Linked DNA regions of Mus musculus: region 2 is linked to region 1. A link is a contact called in public Hi-C data. All regions are on one chromosome and are shown on one strand. The core of a region is the stretch at or near the end of the contact, and the rest is flanking DNA. Distances in the headings are between cores, read along the strand shown. Region 1 has its middle 59 kb from the start of Gm38992. Region 2 overlaps Gm36722 (zinc finger X-linked protein ZXDB-like).

Region 1 (7,760 bases), core at 1,698-4,197:
TGTGTATGGCAAGAGAAGACGCCTGGAGGGGCATGGACAGTCAAAGGCCAGACAGGACAGAGGACAGCCCTTAAGCCTTCTGTAGCAAAAGCCCTACAGATCAGGGCGCTGGAGTTACACACATTCACCTTTACACATATACACATGCATAAACACTCTCATCTACCTCTATACACACATGCACATGCATGCACATACCTGCATGCAAATCCACATCTACATCTGCACTCACATGCCTATACATCAGCACACACATATATGCACATGTGTATCACACACAGGTACAACATACCTTCATATGCATGCATGCATACCTACATCCACACAAATTCAAGCAGTCATCCATGTACACATTCACAAATGCATATCCACACACATTCACACATGTGGTGCATATCAACACATGCATACATATTCACATGAGTGCATGCATCTATACATAATGCACATTTACACATATGCATAATGCATCTACAAGCATGGTCAGTGTTCACAAGCATGCTCTTAACCCATTTCCAGAACTTCATGGGAGTCCCATAGCATCACTGTGCCCAGATTTCAGACAAGGAGCAGCAGCATAGATGGACCCTCACTCCAATGTCAACATCACAGAGCACGTCTTCTGACATCACACCTGGTGCCCTTTAAGCCCCACCTTCCTTCTCCTTCTCCATCTCTAAAGCTCACTCCCCACAATGGCAGATGACATGCATACACCATATCCTTCACTGCAATCCATAGAAATCTGAGTGTTCATGGAAGCTGTGTCAAGCATGTACTATAGAAGATGTGCAGTTGGTTGGCTGATATGGAAAGAAGGGGCCATGGGAAGCATTTCCACTAATGGATTACCATGCAGACGGTCAGTTTCTGTCTTCTCTGCTTATTTCTGAGGGAATAGTTTGAGTCTCGGAATCATGGACAGGACGGAAACTTAATCTATCTTCCTCTGGACTCCTAAGCTCTAATACTTGGTTGTGTGGAGCCTGCCCTACGCACAAGTGTATAAAGGGAAAGCCACCATTTTGCATTTATGTCCTGCCCACAGTACTGTCATCAGAATAACCTTCAAGTACAGCAATCTACAACCTCTTCTGTGGTTAGGATTTAGTATAAGCTGAGCCAACATCCTTCCAAGAACTGGAGCTCTGAAAAGAGACAGAAGGCAGGGAGAGGTACCAGGTACTAAAGCCATAATGATAATTCAAAAACCAACATGAGCTGATATTTGAGGCACAGAAATAAGAAGGAAGAGAGGATACAGTTGGATACAGCTCAGGATGCGATAGGCCGGCAGAGAGTGCCCAACCCATGTGGGTATTGGATCTCTAAGGATGCTGGGATGGGCTGTCCCAAGCTCAAGACAGGATGGATGAGAGCAGAGACTCTATACATCATCTCACAAGCTTCACCCTGCATACACACGATGAGGACAGTTCTGTTATGTGTACTCCAGGAGCCTTTACCTTGCCTCCGGGACTCTGAACTGCTGCTCTATTATGTGTGAGCCCAGCTCAGCTCAGTGTTTCCCATCTGTGAACTGGCATGGTAATGCCATTCTTCTTACTTCAATGTGGTTAGAAAGAAGAGAGTGTGGAGAGGAAACACGCCGTATAATGACATAACAAATGATGTCACTATTATCCCTATTCAAAGTGGTCTGTGATTTCGAGACTTTTATAGTGTCCATTGTCAACGTGACACACCTGGGAGGAGGAAACATGAGTTGAGGAATTGACTGGGCTGTGGACTTGTGGGTGAGGCAATGTCTCTTGTCAACTGATGTGGAAAAGGTCCATGCCACCGTGGGCAGCAGCACCCCATGCAGATGGGACTGGGCTTTATACAGAAGGTGTTTGAGCAAGATAGAGGGCACGAGCCAGGAAGCAGAAGTCATCCATGATCTGCTTCAGTTCCTGCCTCAGTTTCTCTCAGTGACAGATGATGGACAATAACCTCCAAGCCTAATAAACATTTTCTTCCCCATGATGCTTTTGGCTATAAAGTTTATCATTGCAATTGAAATAAAAATAACTAGAACAACCACCAAAGATGTATCCAGTACTCAAGGCAGGGTCCTCTAGAACTGAGTCCCCAGAACCAGAGTGGGCATAGCTCATAGAGATGAGGTTTTTCTCTGGCCTCATAGGCAGCAGTGCAGAAAATACTGTTGATCCCCACTCAGACGCTCTCTAGCATCCATGCCTCTGTCTCCAAGATGCAGTGAGTGTGGGGATAGCTTATGGGTACAGTTATGAGTCACATCTAGAGCAAAACAGAGTACCTCTATTAACGATAGCTGCAGTCTGGCTTACTATGTCCCATTCTCTCTTATGAGATAGTGAGTGCATAGCCAGGCAATGACTTGTCTAAAAGGTCAGAAATTTTTCCTAGGCTGTACCCCATGATCCTAAGATCCTCTTGGTTGCTCTGAATCTATGAGGCATGCAGACCATGTCCTGCTGGCTTCCCTCTAGCCCTGTTCTGCAGCTCTTAGCAGACTTGCACCCAGAGCACGCTTTTACACCATGTTCCACAAGTCTCCCGGGAAGGATCTGCTTCTAGAATCCCTGATAGCAGCAACAAGGGGTAGAAGGCTGGGTGTGAACACTCCTGGGTGTGAACACTCCTTCTTACCCCTCAGGTGCTCCCTCTGAACACCCGAAATAAAGACGCTTAGGAACACACACCGTGTGCTCCAGCTTTGCAGACAAGTGTCCTTTGGAAAAGAGAGCCCTTGGAGTTACAGCAAAACGAAGGGAGGGGCAAAGAACAGAGGAAGGGCTGAACTGGGATGTAGTCATGGCTGAGGCCTCAGCTGATGTTGTGTGGAGATCTGGATACGCTGTGGACCGTGCTCCTGCCTCTGCCCACCCCTCTGTCATTGTGACATGGTAAAAATCTGGGTGGTTAGAGAGGTGACTATCTCATGATGATGGAGAGCTAGCTCATAAGTGAAACTGAAGCTGCTAACAAGGAGATCCCAGAGGGCTCCCTCAACCATCGAGCACATGAAAACATAGCAGGAAGATGGCCATGGACGGGTCAGAAAGAACACTCTTAAATGCACATGAAATCTGCCCCAGCCTCCAGCATGGACTATTCCCAATCTCTGGAACCTTGGGAAATAAACTTCTGTTGTTTGCCAGTTCATCAGCCTAAGGTGTTTGTGTTATAGAAACCTAGACAGATGAAGACCAGGGACAGACCTCAGGAGCGGTCCTGCGTTTTTCCATCTGCTCTACCAGGTCACAGACAGAGGGCTGTCCCCGGAGGAGAAGGACATGAGCTTCAGAAAGTAGCTTTGATCCATTTCTGAGAAAAATTCAGTCGCCCACTCTGAGCAGCCAACCTTTTCAGCAGCTGGGAAATTAGCTCAGAGCTTGGACAGCCGTGATGACATCACCTCACCCCAGAGAGAGTCCCTGTGTCAGAGTCAAGTCCCCTGGCATAGAGGAATAGGATTGTGCTGAACTCTGGCTTGGTGCCCTACACAGATAGGTGAGCCAATCAGACATGGCCCCTGTATATAGGCAGGCCCTCGGGGCTAGTACTTTACTGCATTGACCAGAAACCTGCAGAGGTCGACAGGTAGACCATTTAGTGTGCCTGCTCCTCAGGCTCTGAATCCCAGCTGTCTCTATAGTCACTGAAGAGTCTTCCAAGAAGAAAGTCATTCATGTGTCCCATCTCCGGGAGATAGGCCTTTTTTTTCCTTCTGTTTTTCTCACTTTTTCTGTGTACATGTGCTTCTCCTACAGCCCTTAGTACAGGAGGATGCTCTGAACTGTGAGAGGAAAAAAAGAGAGAGAGAGATGTTTGCAACGGATATTAGTAACATTTAATTAGCCTTGGATTACTTATTAAGTGACGATTATCCTTATTATGTCTGTCACAGATGAGCAACTACATATTGTCTATGGTTTATGGATCTAAAGTTCCCCACCGAGTGTCACAAATTCCCGTTATGGCCCCAGCTCTGGGATCTGGCTTTGGAGTTTCGGTGAGGCAAATTGGTCCCTCCACACAGCTAGATATCTCCCAGTTGGCTTGGCAGTGAAGTAGGGCAGTGAGGGAGGACTTCCTTCCTGCTAGTGAGCTCAGGGATGTGCCTTCACTCCTAAGGGGCCCTCTGAGTGTCAGGAGGAAAGAGCCCTGGAAATGAGGTCCCTCTTGGAAGTTAGGACGGTTAACCTGGGTCCTGTGGTTCTCATTCTCGAGAAGACCCTACATACACGTTTTTTAAAGTCTTTGTTTTATTACTGAGAAAGCAGCTGCCAAGAGGAAACAAGGGGGAGTGCAGAGGCCATAGCCACATCCTTGAGCTTTCCTCCCAAGCAAGAAGGGACCTCGGGTACAGGAGCCATGCCACAGAGAGGTCCTTGGCATCCAGACCCCCACAGCTCCCTTTCCTTCTTGTGCCTACCTCTCCCATAATGTCCTTTCCTTGGAAATGGTCCATCTCAGGACAGGGGTGCCAGCTAAGGCCTCCAACACATCATGTCCCCAAAGGTGAAGTTGATACATGGTTACAAATGCGTCCTGTTCCTCCTGTCCTGGAGTGACTGAAATTCCATCTTGAGATTGTCTTTGTCTGTCTCCTCAAGACTCCTTAAAATGAATCTTCTCATTAATCTTTGAGGAATTCATACACTCACACAAGGTGTATAGATCATATTCATCCCCATGCCTCCCCGGGCCCTGCCTTCTACATTCCTCTTCCCCCTCCCCACACAACTTTATATTCTGTTTATTAAACCCACTGAGTTCAATTTGTGTATCAGACCCTTTCACACTACACACCAGCATCAACACAGCACTGAATCCACCACAAGCGAACTTTCCAATTGCCTTAATAAGATGTATTTTTATGATACCAATGAAGGCTGGACACTAGAGGAGGGATGGACCCAAAGAGAAACCACAGTAAGTCCTACCTGGGACAACAGCTGACCCAAGGGGAGGCATACAGACCAACCATGGAAGAGGGCAAGGAGAAGATCAGGGGTCAGCTGCCTTTAGGGATGCTTGCCCTGATGTCACCATGGAGAAAGCACGGGGTCAGGCAAGTCTCCAGGTCTTCTCTACCTTCCATGCCACTCCAGCTTGGAATTAGTCCCCAGAAGCTAGCCACATGAATGTGCAAGTTAAATGCAAACAAAACTGTAAGACAACTAAGCTCACTGAAGTTTCAATCAGCACTTTTGAGTCAGCAGGATCAGTCTGCCACAGTATTTAAATGACTGTGTCTGAGTGACAGGGGAATGGCATCAAACACGCTGAGCCAGACCCTCCGTGTGCTGGGGTGGTTTTCCTTCACAGGTGGGTACAGTGCGTGCTGTGTGGCTGATGTGCAGAGAGAACATGGCACTTACATGCCAGGCCTCTTTGCTCTCCTCTCCTCCCACAGCAGCTGACGTGGTGTGATGGTGCCGAATTGATGGAATCACCAAGTTGAACGCAGGCTCTGACAGCAGGCCACGGCGGTCAGGATGGATGCACCCTGACTTATGACACGGTGTGAGTGATTATGCTCCTAGTTAACAGTGAAGACATGAACGATTGATCTAGTGTTCCCTTTGATCACTGACATTAGCCCCTCTTAGGTCCTCAGGACAGAAAAACAAATGTTAGGAGGCTGTAGGCACAGACTGTAAACTCTGGCTCCTGGAGCTGAATTTGAATTTTGTCTCCGTGCTATGTAAGCTTGAACAAGTGACTTCACCTCTCTGAACTTTAACTCCCTTCTCCATCCTAAAGATGGTCAACTGCCGCATAGGGCTGCTGTGAATGTCACAGGCTTATTAAAATACAGAGTATGTTCATAACAGTTCCTGACTCTGTGTGAGGGCTGTATGGCATATTCTTCTTGGGTCGGCATGGCTCTTTCTAGATCATTCCTAGGCATTTATGAACAACATAAATACATTCAGTGGAATTTGTTGGTTTAAAAATAATCAGGAGAAACAATGGGTCATGAATCATTTCTCAACTAGCTTTTAAGTAATGTGTGTCTTCGGCTCCTCCCCAGCACAGCCCCACACTAGGGCCCTCTAGATCGCAACTGGTATTATACAGACAAGGAGCAGGTTAGGGAGGAGACCTTCTTGGCTCACTGTACTGGTCAGTGGGCTCTGCTGTTCAGAGCAGAGTATTGAAGAAGTTTCAAGTCCTGATCCTCTCCTCTGCATCCATAAGATTCTGGTGATAAGATCAATATCACAGCCTCATTTTACCCTTCTGGAGGCACAGAATAATCAGGAGCAAACCTGTGTGTGTGTTTCTGTGTGTGTGTGTGTGTGTGTGTGTGTGTATCTGTGTGCACTTGTGCATCTACGTATGCACGTATGTGTGTGTTGCAGTCACTCTGGAGGTCACCCATGCATCGGGATCTGTTTGTATGTCTTGGAGCATCCTTTGGAAGCAGGGACGCTTACAGCCGTGATCACACCAAGTATCCATATTTAGCAGAAAATGTTCCTGATTATCAGCAAATAGCCACCATCTCTGCCATTTAAAGCCCGGTGTCCGTGACCTCTTCACCTTCTCCGGTGACATGGTAAAATGTGTGGGGACTGGCAGGAATGAAGAGGGCATGGCCAGGCACATCCGCCGCTGATGCTGGTTCTTTCTCCGAGAAGACGAAGCGGGTGCCTCTCTAGCTCTCATTAGCGGCTCCCGGTTGAAGTCTCTTGCAGCAACTCTCAGCCGCAAGGCTTTGTCCTCCCACCCGCAGCAACCTCTGTTAGTCAATAATAACAGCTTATTTAAAAATAGCTGCCTCTACTTGTTTGCACTGTTTCATCAGCGCCTCGATTCCGTCCCCAGAAGACTCGAGGAAGGTGTGCGACCTGTTTCCTCCAGAGCTGAACCTGTTTCAAGATCTAGGAAAAGACAGGCGCGTCTTTAGCAAACACTCACAATGTAATTGCCAGGCAGTTACAGTCCACGACAGTAAAATACCGCAGTTGGCCACACGGTAGGTTCATTAGTCAATAAAGCATCGCGTGCATTTTATTGAATTGTAACCCTATTTTGCCCTGATGTGGACCTCGTGCAGCTTCCGCCTCCATATAAATCTGAGTGATTCATTCAGCATTCAGAGTCGATAAAAGGAGAGCTTGGTCCAGCTCCAATGCAACCTGGACCCACTGGCTGTTATCTATGATTATCCACCCTGGCCCCCCTCTTGTCTGTGGGGACATTTTAATAAAAGCTCAAGTCAGAGATAAATCAAGGGGTGAATGGCAGGGTGCATTGCTTTCCCACAAGCCACTGGGACCCTGTGTGCATGAACTGAGTCTGCTGTTAGAATACCCAAGGAGGACCCAGAGCCTAGGGAGGAGATGAATTCATCAGTCTGCTGGCTGCTCCACCTGGGTCAGCCACACATAGAAACACAATTAAATCCTTCTCTCGTCCTTAATAACTGCCTCCACTTAGGGCGGAAGACAATGAAAAAGACTCCATCACATAAGCCACTTGTTTCAAAACTCAAGCGCAAACCGAACACTGTCAGGGAAGTTTCTGGTCTCCGAGTCAGCTCGGAATGCTAAAGCAGTAATAACAGCAGAAGGGTCTCCAGTAGTCATTATCCCACCAGCAGCCAGGGACTCACTGAGAGCATCACACCTCCGAGAGGCTCATTCCTAGGAAATTCACACAGGCTGAGTCACAGGTAACATGACCCCTACAATTAAGGCTCAGGGAACATCAATTAGGAGGGGACAGAAAGACCGTGAGAGCCAGATGATCAGGAC
Region 2 (7,760 bases), core at 2,096-4,595, 210 kb before region 1:
TTCTGAGAATAATTTCTTAAACCCCTAAAAATAGACAGAGGAAGGAAGGAGATGAATAAAGAGAAACATCCAAACACTCAGTGCCAGCCCATGGGGGAAACTGAGAGTTGGCATCTCGGTCAGGAGACTCACCTTGAAACTGGGTGGTCAGATTATGACCCCTTCAACGTTCCCAAGAGCCAAAGAGGCAATCTTGACCACCCCTGAGACTGCATCTAAGACTCAGAGGTCCTCTACCTCCTGCTGAATCTCCAGAAGACTCCCAGAGAGAGTTGTCTAGGTCAGGGGTGAAACACCCTACCAAGCTTTTCCAATTTTGAGCCCTGGGTTTCCATTCCTGGGACCGTTTATCATAAGTTTCATCCACCTTGGCTAGCCTGAGCCCCTTGAGGGTGAGGTATACCAATTAGAGACATGGCTCAAAACAGTGTTCTGAGGTGCAAGGAGTCTAGCCCCCTGCCCCCACTGCCCAGTATACTGTTTACAGTTGTATGATGGGATGTAGTGGCTTGGCTATGCCTGGAGGCAGACAAGTTTGTATTCTAGATGGCCGCTAAATGACAGCCCTTCTGGTCCTAGGAAGGCTGGAGTGTCTCTTAGTTGAGTGCCCACCTAGAAGAAAAAAATCCTGAATGCCATCATTCCAGGACCTGGAGCTAGGGCTGGCTGGTGTCTCTCAGCCTAAAGTCTGACCTCAGACGGGGGTACATGCTGAGTCCGTGGAAGGATCATCTTGAAGGACAAGGACTCTGGGAGACTTTGGTGATAGCATGGGCCTTTGGCAACAACCCAGGGTTGCGCCCTGACAAGAGGCCCCAGGAGTAATTCATCTCCAGCCTGAAATGGTCAGAAGCCTAATGGACCTGCTTTTTTCCCCCTCACTTTTCTGGGTTAGGCAGTGGTGGAAAAATGCCATGAGTCCTAACATTACTACCTCAACCTGGCACTGGGCTTCAGTCCCTGCCAGAGCCTGAGGTTAGGAGGGCCTGAGTCAGGCTTTAGCCTGTTTGCTAAAGGTACTTTCTCACAGCAGGGAAAGTTTGTTTCTCTTTTTCCTGGTAGCTTTGTTTTAAGAAACCAGATGTTTTGTTTGTAAATTCTCCCCAAGAACGTTTACAGTTTGAACTTGAAATAAACCTTTGAAAATCAGGGCGGTGGATTAGGTAGATTAATGCCACTTCTCTCCAGCTTCTGGAGAGCTGTATCAGGGTGCAAGGAGAATGAGACTAAGGGTGGGCGACAGTCGTGTAAGAAAAGGAAGAGAATGGCTTTATGCAAAACCAAGAATTATAAGCACCTCCCAAATCCAACACAGGAAGACACAGCCACATATGCAGGCACACACTTCCATCCCCCTCCTGGTATCGTATCTAGTTTGCTAATTTCTTATGTCTTGGGACTCAGAAGAAAAGACCCAACTTTGACTACATGGCCAGTGCAAGTCTGTGGGTTTTTAGCTGAACTCTGACTTAAAAGCAAAAGGGCTGTAGGGCTTCCCAGGTAGCCTGGCTGCGGGTGATCAGTCCCGGGATTCCGGGATGCAGATGGGGCAGGTTGGAAGCTAGTTCACTAGATTAGCGAGGACTTTGGTTATAAATCCCAGAGGTAGAGCTTTCCATCCCCCAAGAAAGCTGGTGCCTGCTGCTTCCCCTTCCTTTTGCTTCATCCCCACTCCCCATCCTAGATTCCTGGGCAGTTAGCTTAAAGAAAATCTCAACAGAAACTAAACCTAACAGCAGAGGGACAGGAGATGATCTTGGGTGGGGTTGGGTCTAGGCGTAAGCCAGGCAGCTTCGTTATCCACTGTGCCAGTCCCCCATCTCTTCTTCCCTCCCCCAGCCCTATTTTCAAATACCTCCGTTTTCTTCCGAAATGTTTTTTCATTCGTTTACCGAAGTTACGGGAAAACTTTTTGGAGATCGCCGGTTAAATGGAGAAAACTGAAAGTCTTTGTACTTCGGTCTTAACAGGACAGAGCTGCTTTAAGCTCCTTTCAAGAGCAGAGTTTCCAAGGAAAATGCCCTTTGGTCAGACTCCTACCTTCGGACTTGGGTTCTAAGGGAGAATTTTCTCCAAATCCCCCCTACATCATTGCATGCTCTCGCTCCAACTCCACTGAGTGAAATATATTTATAGAAACCATTTGGACATTTAAAAACCAAACAAAACCTATATTCAAGATAGCTGATGCTGGCCACGTAGAGACTCACCCTTGGCCAAGAGTGAGACTCGCCCCTGGCCAGGAATGGCTACTTCTTTGCTGATGGGGATGTGGGAGATGCCCACCTGCTCCCGCGCGGTGGCGGGAGCTCGCGGATGTTAGTGACCCGGTGCTGGTGTGAACTCGGCTCTTTAGTTCTTCCGCTCTTCGAATAAAGGGGGGACAAGGTCCCATCAGTCAAAACACTGCGTCATTGAGGACCAAATAGAGCCCACCTTCCTAACAAGATGACCTCAATAACTGGATAGGGGAGTTCCCAGACCACGATAAATCTCATTCCCCTTTCTCTCTTCCTACATCGCTCCTCTCTTCTGTCTAACTCAAGATGGTGTTGTGACTGTTCCCACTTCCCAAACAGGGAAGACCAAACGCAGCACTGAATGGGGGCAGGTAAAGAGGGGCAAGGAGCTTTATTCTTTTCTCTTGTATCTGTTTTGAAACTTAGTAAATATCACTTGTATTTGGACCTTTGGGTGCTAGAAGGTCATGGGGTATGAGGCGGCGCGTATGCAAGTGGTATCTGGCCCCAGGGCTCTTCTACCTAGAAGAACTAAAGATCTACGAACACCCTGCACAGACGCTCTTACTAAATTTTGTCTTAGCTGTTGTTTGCCTTCTGTCTCTTGAGCGTTCTTCCTTCTTTTTCCCTTTCTGTTTTTCTGCTCTGTTCTCTCTTTCGAAGAGTCATTCCTTGACCGTCATAAAAATTCTCAGGGCATTCCTTTTGAATCTATGAGTTTTGTTTTGTTTTCTTCCCAAGTGCACCACCCTATGCACTATTTCTGAGGGAACTAAGCAGTTTGCGAGGTTCCTGGCTTTTGGGGTGGAGGGGAGAGGGTGAGAAAAAGGTCAGCCTCTGGTCGACACCTGGTTTAAAACAAAAGAACATGTTAAGAAGTTTCAAAGCTGCCAATAAAACCCTTTAAGTGGCTTGTGATGCACTGCCTAGAGTTCCCGCGATGGCATTGGTAAATGACTCTAATGCCCAAAGAAAAACATTACAAATGCCGCTGTCTGCGCCACCAATCGGGCGCCGCTCTCCAGCGCGGGCGGTGGCTCCTCTCTGGCGCGGAGGGCACCCGCATTTGCATGATAAATTGACCAGACTGGCGGCAGCCAATGAAATATTCAAATTAGGCACGCGGGGGGTGGGAGTGTGGTGAAGTCCCTGGGGCTCCCCCTTTGAGCAGGAGCAGAAACTGGCCTTGCCACCTCTCCTTTAGCGCCCCCCAGAGGCGGGACAAAGCGTGGCCCTTCTGGGAGAGGAGGGTGGGAGAGTTTGGGGGGAAGGGAGGTAACACTCTACAGGTGCTCTTGGGCACTGGAAGGCATTAGGGTTGGCCAAGTGGATTAGGAATGTCTTAGAGCCTCTATCTCTCTTGCACTTAAATCAGCAGGATTGCAGAATCAGATAGAGACTCAGCAATTTAGGGGAGCCCTAGACCCTTTCTAATAATATGGTTGCTGTGTTGGCCCTCTGACCACAGCAGTCTTCCCAATACTAAAATTCTGGAGCAGATAGATCTAAGCTGCCATGAGGGGAAAGATTCCATACCAACAGGTAGGGAAGGTAACCTAGTTTAGAGCTATGTTAGACTCTCAACTTTCATCAGGCCTGAGATTTCACAGGACACCAACTGTGGCTTTGCTCCTGGGAGTGGAGACACAGGCTCTGCCTAGATCTTGGTAGGAGCCTCAGCAGGCAGAACTCATCTGGTCAGGGATATTAAGGGAGAAAGCACCCAGGCTCAAGGCAGCACTCTGAGTATGTACAAATGGGAACTTATAAATTACTAGTCAGTAAATGGAAACCCTACATGGGATATGCCAGAGGATATAAAGGGAACTAGCTTTTAAATAGGGGTACCACTGGTGGCCAGGGACTCTTGGTCTTCTCAGGAACCTAGCGAGCCCATCTTCTGGTCTGGCTCCCGCGTGGGAGACCTGACTCAGTTCATACGAATGTATGGGGGTCTCTCTGCAGTGCCTTCCTACTGTGTGCCAGCCTTAGCCTGAAGGGTAGTACTGTTTCTGTAGTCTGCTATGGAATGATAAGCACTCTCACCCCTCTCCCATCACAAGGCTTAGAGATGGGCCTAGTTGCCCTAGACAACGCTTAATTCCCAGCTCTTTCTCCAGGCCACAAGGGTCTTTAAGAAGTGGCATGAGTCCCCTTAAGCATTTCTCCCCTCGACATGCTAAGCAGAAGTCAGTTAACTACAGCTGTCCTTCCTGGCCACCAACCAAGGAGGCTCTCTGGGAGGGTCAGAGCCTAGCAGAGCCTGGCTCCAGGCTGGCTCGAGAACTGTAAGGACACCAAGCAATAGTCTCGGCTTGCTGTCTTACAGTTTACAATCCCAGCACTCTGAAATCTAAGGTAGGAGGATTCAGAATGTGGGGCTAACCTGAGCTGTAGGCTAACCCAAGGAAAAATATTAGTTGCCGATACAAATATGGGAGAGAGTTGATTTTGATTTTGGATCACTTAGCAGGTTTTATCTGCATGTCCAACACGAGGTGACTAATGCATGGGCTGTTTCTGTCATTCAGGGTCTTAAGGGGTGTTAGCCAAAGAGAGGAGATTTTGATCTTCGGCCCAGTGGGGGGATGCATAATGTAACACAGCTGGTAGCCAAGTTTGGTCCAGATATAAAAGGACATTTTCTCTTACTGCTAGCTTGCATGCTTGGTCAGAATTCCCACAAGGAAGGGCCTGGGAAGAGATGTGCCTATACTTGGCAGGCTGGGTCATTTTTGACTGTGTCTCAGGAAGTCCTTCCTTGGTTATTCTCAGGCCTCATCTCTGGGCCAGGAAAGACGAGCCCCCCTCAGTGGGTCCTGATCACCCTCCAGCATTGAAGTTTGTCACGTGATCCTTTCCATAAATGCAAACAGCTACGTGGACAGGTAGGAACACAGAGGGTGACTCTGTAGCCCCCAGTCCAGAGCCTCACGTCCTCTGAACGAGCCATTCAGTTCCTCTTAGGAAGACATCATGCACACAGAAGGCCTACTCTTCACACATACACATCACACCTGTTCCTGGCATGTGAGTGCAAGCTTTGGTATTAGTAATGGAGGTTGGATACTTGGCCCACAACTCACCCAGTAACTGAAGCACCTGGGACCTAAGGAGAAAACTTCCTAATCAAAATGGGAGCCATCCCCAAACTTCTGGTGAGCTCAGTCTAGGATGTGAGAGAGGCATCTAGCTGCTGCTTCTCTGGGGCTGCCCTCTCTGCAAGCATGCTGTTGCCTTGTTGCAGAGCCTGGTACACACTAGTCAACCATCCCATGGTGGTGCCCCTAAAGCCAGCATGAGAATGATAGTCACAGGGTCAGACCTCGAAGACAGACAAAGGATACAAGCAAGAGTGAGCAGGTGTGGGGCAGGGCAAGGGAAGAAAGAGGGAGTTGGGGGAAGAGCGGGGCATTTGCAGGGGCTGATAAGGAGGTTCCCTCAGACCTTTCTACACACTCATTAGAGGAAGTGCTGCGCTGCGATGATATTTCTATTTTCCCTGTTAGCGGCAAGTGGAATTTGCACCATCCAGGTCAGATGGAAAATAGAAGCTGGGAGAATTTGACACTCCCATTGATTTGCTCTCCTCGTGAGAGAGGAGTATGGCTCCAAGACTGCAATTAGGAGCAGCCTGCTAAGGGGGTTCCTCTCCTGAGCTCAGGTGCAGTGAGATCATGGGTTACAAGCCCTGCTTCCCGGCTCTGGAGGAGGAGGAGGAGGAAGAGGAAGAGGAGGAGGCAGCTTCATTCATGGTTCTGAGCTAAAGCTAAACTGGCTGAGGCTCCCAAGGACCACCTGGCACTTTCCTCTCAGTTTTGGTCAGGCCTTGGAGCAGATTTCAATTTTTCCAGTGTTTTTAAAAGTATTAACTTCCTTTCAAACATTCTTTAACCTTTAATGTTTTGTAACTTGATGAAAAGGTCACTTTGTTCTGAGGATGCAGCTGTTCCTTAATTATTCAGCTATAGGTGAATTCCACCCAAATCCTCAACTCTTCTCTTTTCAGTTTCTTTCTCTCTGTTTTTTTTTTTTTTTTTTTTTTTTTTTTTTTTTTTTTGAGGGGTGATGGTTGCTGAGCATGAACAGAGGGCCGTGAACAGGTGAGGCAGGTGCTCTACAGCTGAGTCACAGATAAATGTTAGACAGTGACATCCCTGCCTCTGATACACACACACACACACACACACACACACACACACACACACACACAGAGTCTGGAGAGATGGCTCAATGGTTAAGAGCACTGGCTGTTCTTCCAAAGAGCTTGGGTTTATTTCACAGCACTCACATGGCAGCTCACAACCATCTTTAACTCCAGTTCGAGGAAACTGAGTGACCTGTCTGGCCTTCTTGGGCAGCAGTTGTTGTAATGGTGCACAAACACACATGTAGGCAAAACATCCATACACATGAAATTTTAAAAATTATTGCATTTGTTTGTTTATTTAATCTCTCTCTCTTTCTCTCTCGCGCACTCTCTCTCTTTCTGTGTGTGTGTGTGTGTGTGTGTGTGTGTGTGTGTGTGTGTACGTGGAGGTCACAGGGCAACTTGTATGAGTTACTTGTCTCTCTCTATTAGGGGTCTCTAGGATTGAACTCAGGTCATCAGGTTTGGCAGCAAGCACCCCTAACTCACCGAGCCACCTCACCAGTTCTCCACTGATCCAAATTGTGCATACACACATAATATAGACCCATGTTTTACCCTGAAATCTGTCTATGTATGTGGGTATATGTTTATATTTGTATTTATTTGATTATCTTTTGCACATGTATGTTCATGTACATTTGTATTCACATGTACTGTATATTTTTGCATTTGCATACATTTATATTCATATAACTTGTATTCAGGGAATTGGGTTTACATGGATACATGAACTCTGTCAGTCTTACTACACAACTTCTTTATAGGAAAATACAGACAAGATTTATTTGAGTAATGAATTTCCCTAAACATTTGATGCCCTCCATTTATTATACATGTTCCTGACTTTTACAAAAGATTCAGACAGTGTCCAAACAAGGCCTCACTATGTAGGCCAAAGTAGCCTAGAGCCTGCCAGGTGTGTCCAACCTTTTGATACTGTGGCACACGTTGTCATCTACAAAGTTCATGCCAGAGAACCACATGGTCAGATTCCACAAAGCAAAGGAAAATAGATTGAGAACAAACCTCATAATGTTTTAAGTAAGTTTACAGTTGTGTTGAGGCACAATCATTGCTACCTCTAACAGTGATCTGTTTCGGGTCAGACACACCCTGTAGACCTGGAGATGCTCTCCCGCCCCAAGAGCATCTCTGGCCTGAGTGCTGGCGTTTCAGCCGTGCTTGCTGTTCCCTGGTTCATGGTCTCAGCTTCTCAGCTTCTGATGGCCACTTCACTTTCACCTGTCCAAGCCAATGCATTCTTGCAAATGGATGTATTTGACTTACATTTAAAATAAAAAGTAAGCTAGTCAGTTCTGATGAGAACACGAAGGGACTTTGCTGCATGGAAACTGCATGAAGCTGAT

Evidence for each region. Hi-C and Micro-C count contacts between places; a contact is called where the count stands out from the background.
Region 2: a contact with region 1 is called in a Hi-C map of muscle stem cells, with 2.2 times the contacts expected there. The contact joins two enhancer-like sites. A contact is called at or near these places in 1 of 39 promoter capture datasets (hippocampal neurons), 3 of 484 Hi-C or Micro-C datasets (muscle stem cells, myocytes and uterus) and 5 of 115 datasets of contacts at active chromatin or transcription factors (embryonic basal ganglia, embryonic forebrain, embryonic hindbrain and 2 more).

What each region holds. Positions count from the first base shown.
Region 1 is chr7:36,479,923-36,487,682 of GRCm38.p6, reverse strand. No RefSeq gene overlaps it. Among named protein-coding and RNA genes, the nearest start is that of Gm38992, 59 kb to the left of the region's middle. Within about 2 kb of position 2,947, at least 3 of the 459 cell types and tissues checked have an H3K27ac peak or open chromatin away from gene starts, as enhancers often do. A contact at or near this core is called in muscle stem cells, where this site is marked.
Region 2 is chr7:36,686,311-36,694,070 of GRCm38.p6, reverse strand. All of the region lies in intron 1 of Gm36722 (zinc finger X-linked protein ZXDB-like), which reads left to right. Among named protein-coding and RNA genes, the nearest start is that of Tshz3, 7.9 kb to the left of the region's middle. Within about 2 kb of position 3,345, at least 17 of the 459 cell types and tissues checked have an H3K27ac peak or open chromatin away from gene starts, as enhancers often do. A contact at or near this core is called in muscle stem cells, where this site is marked.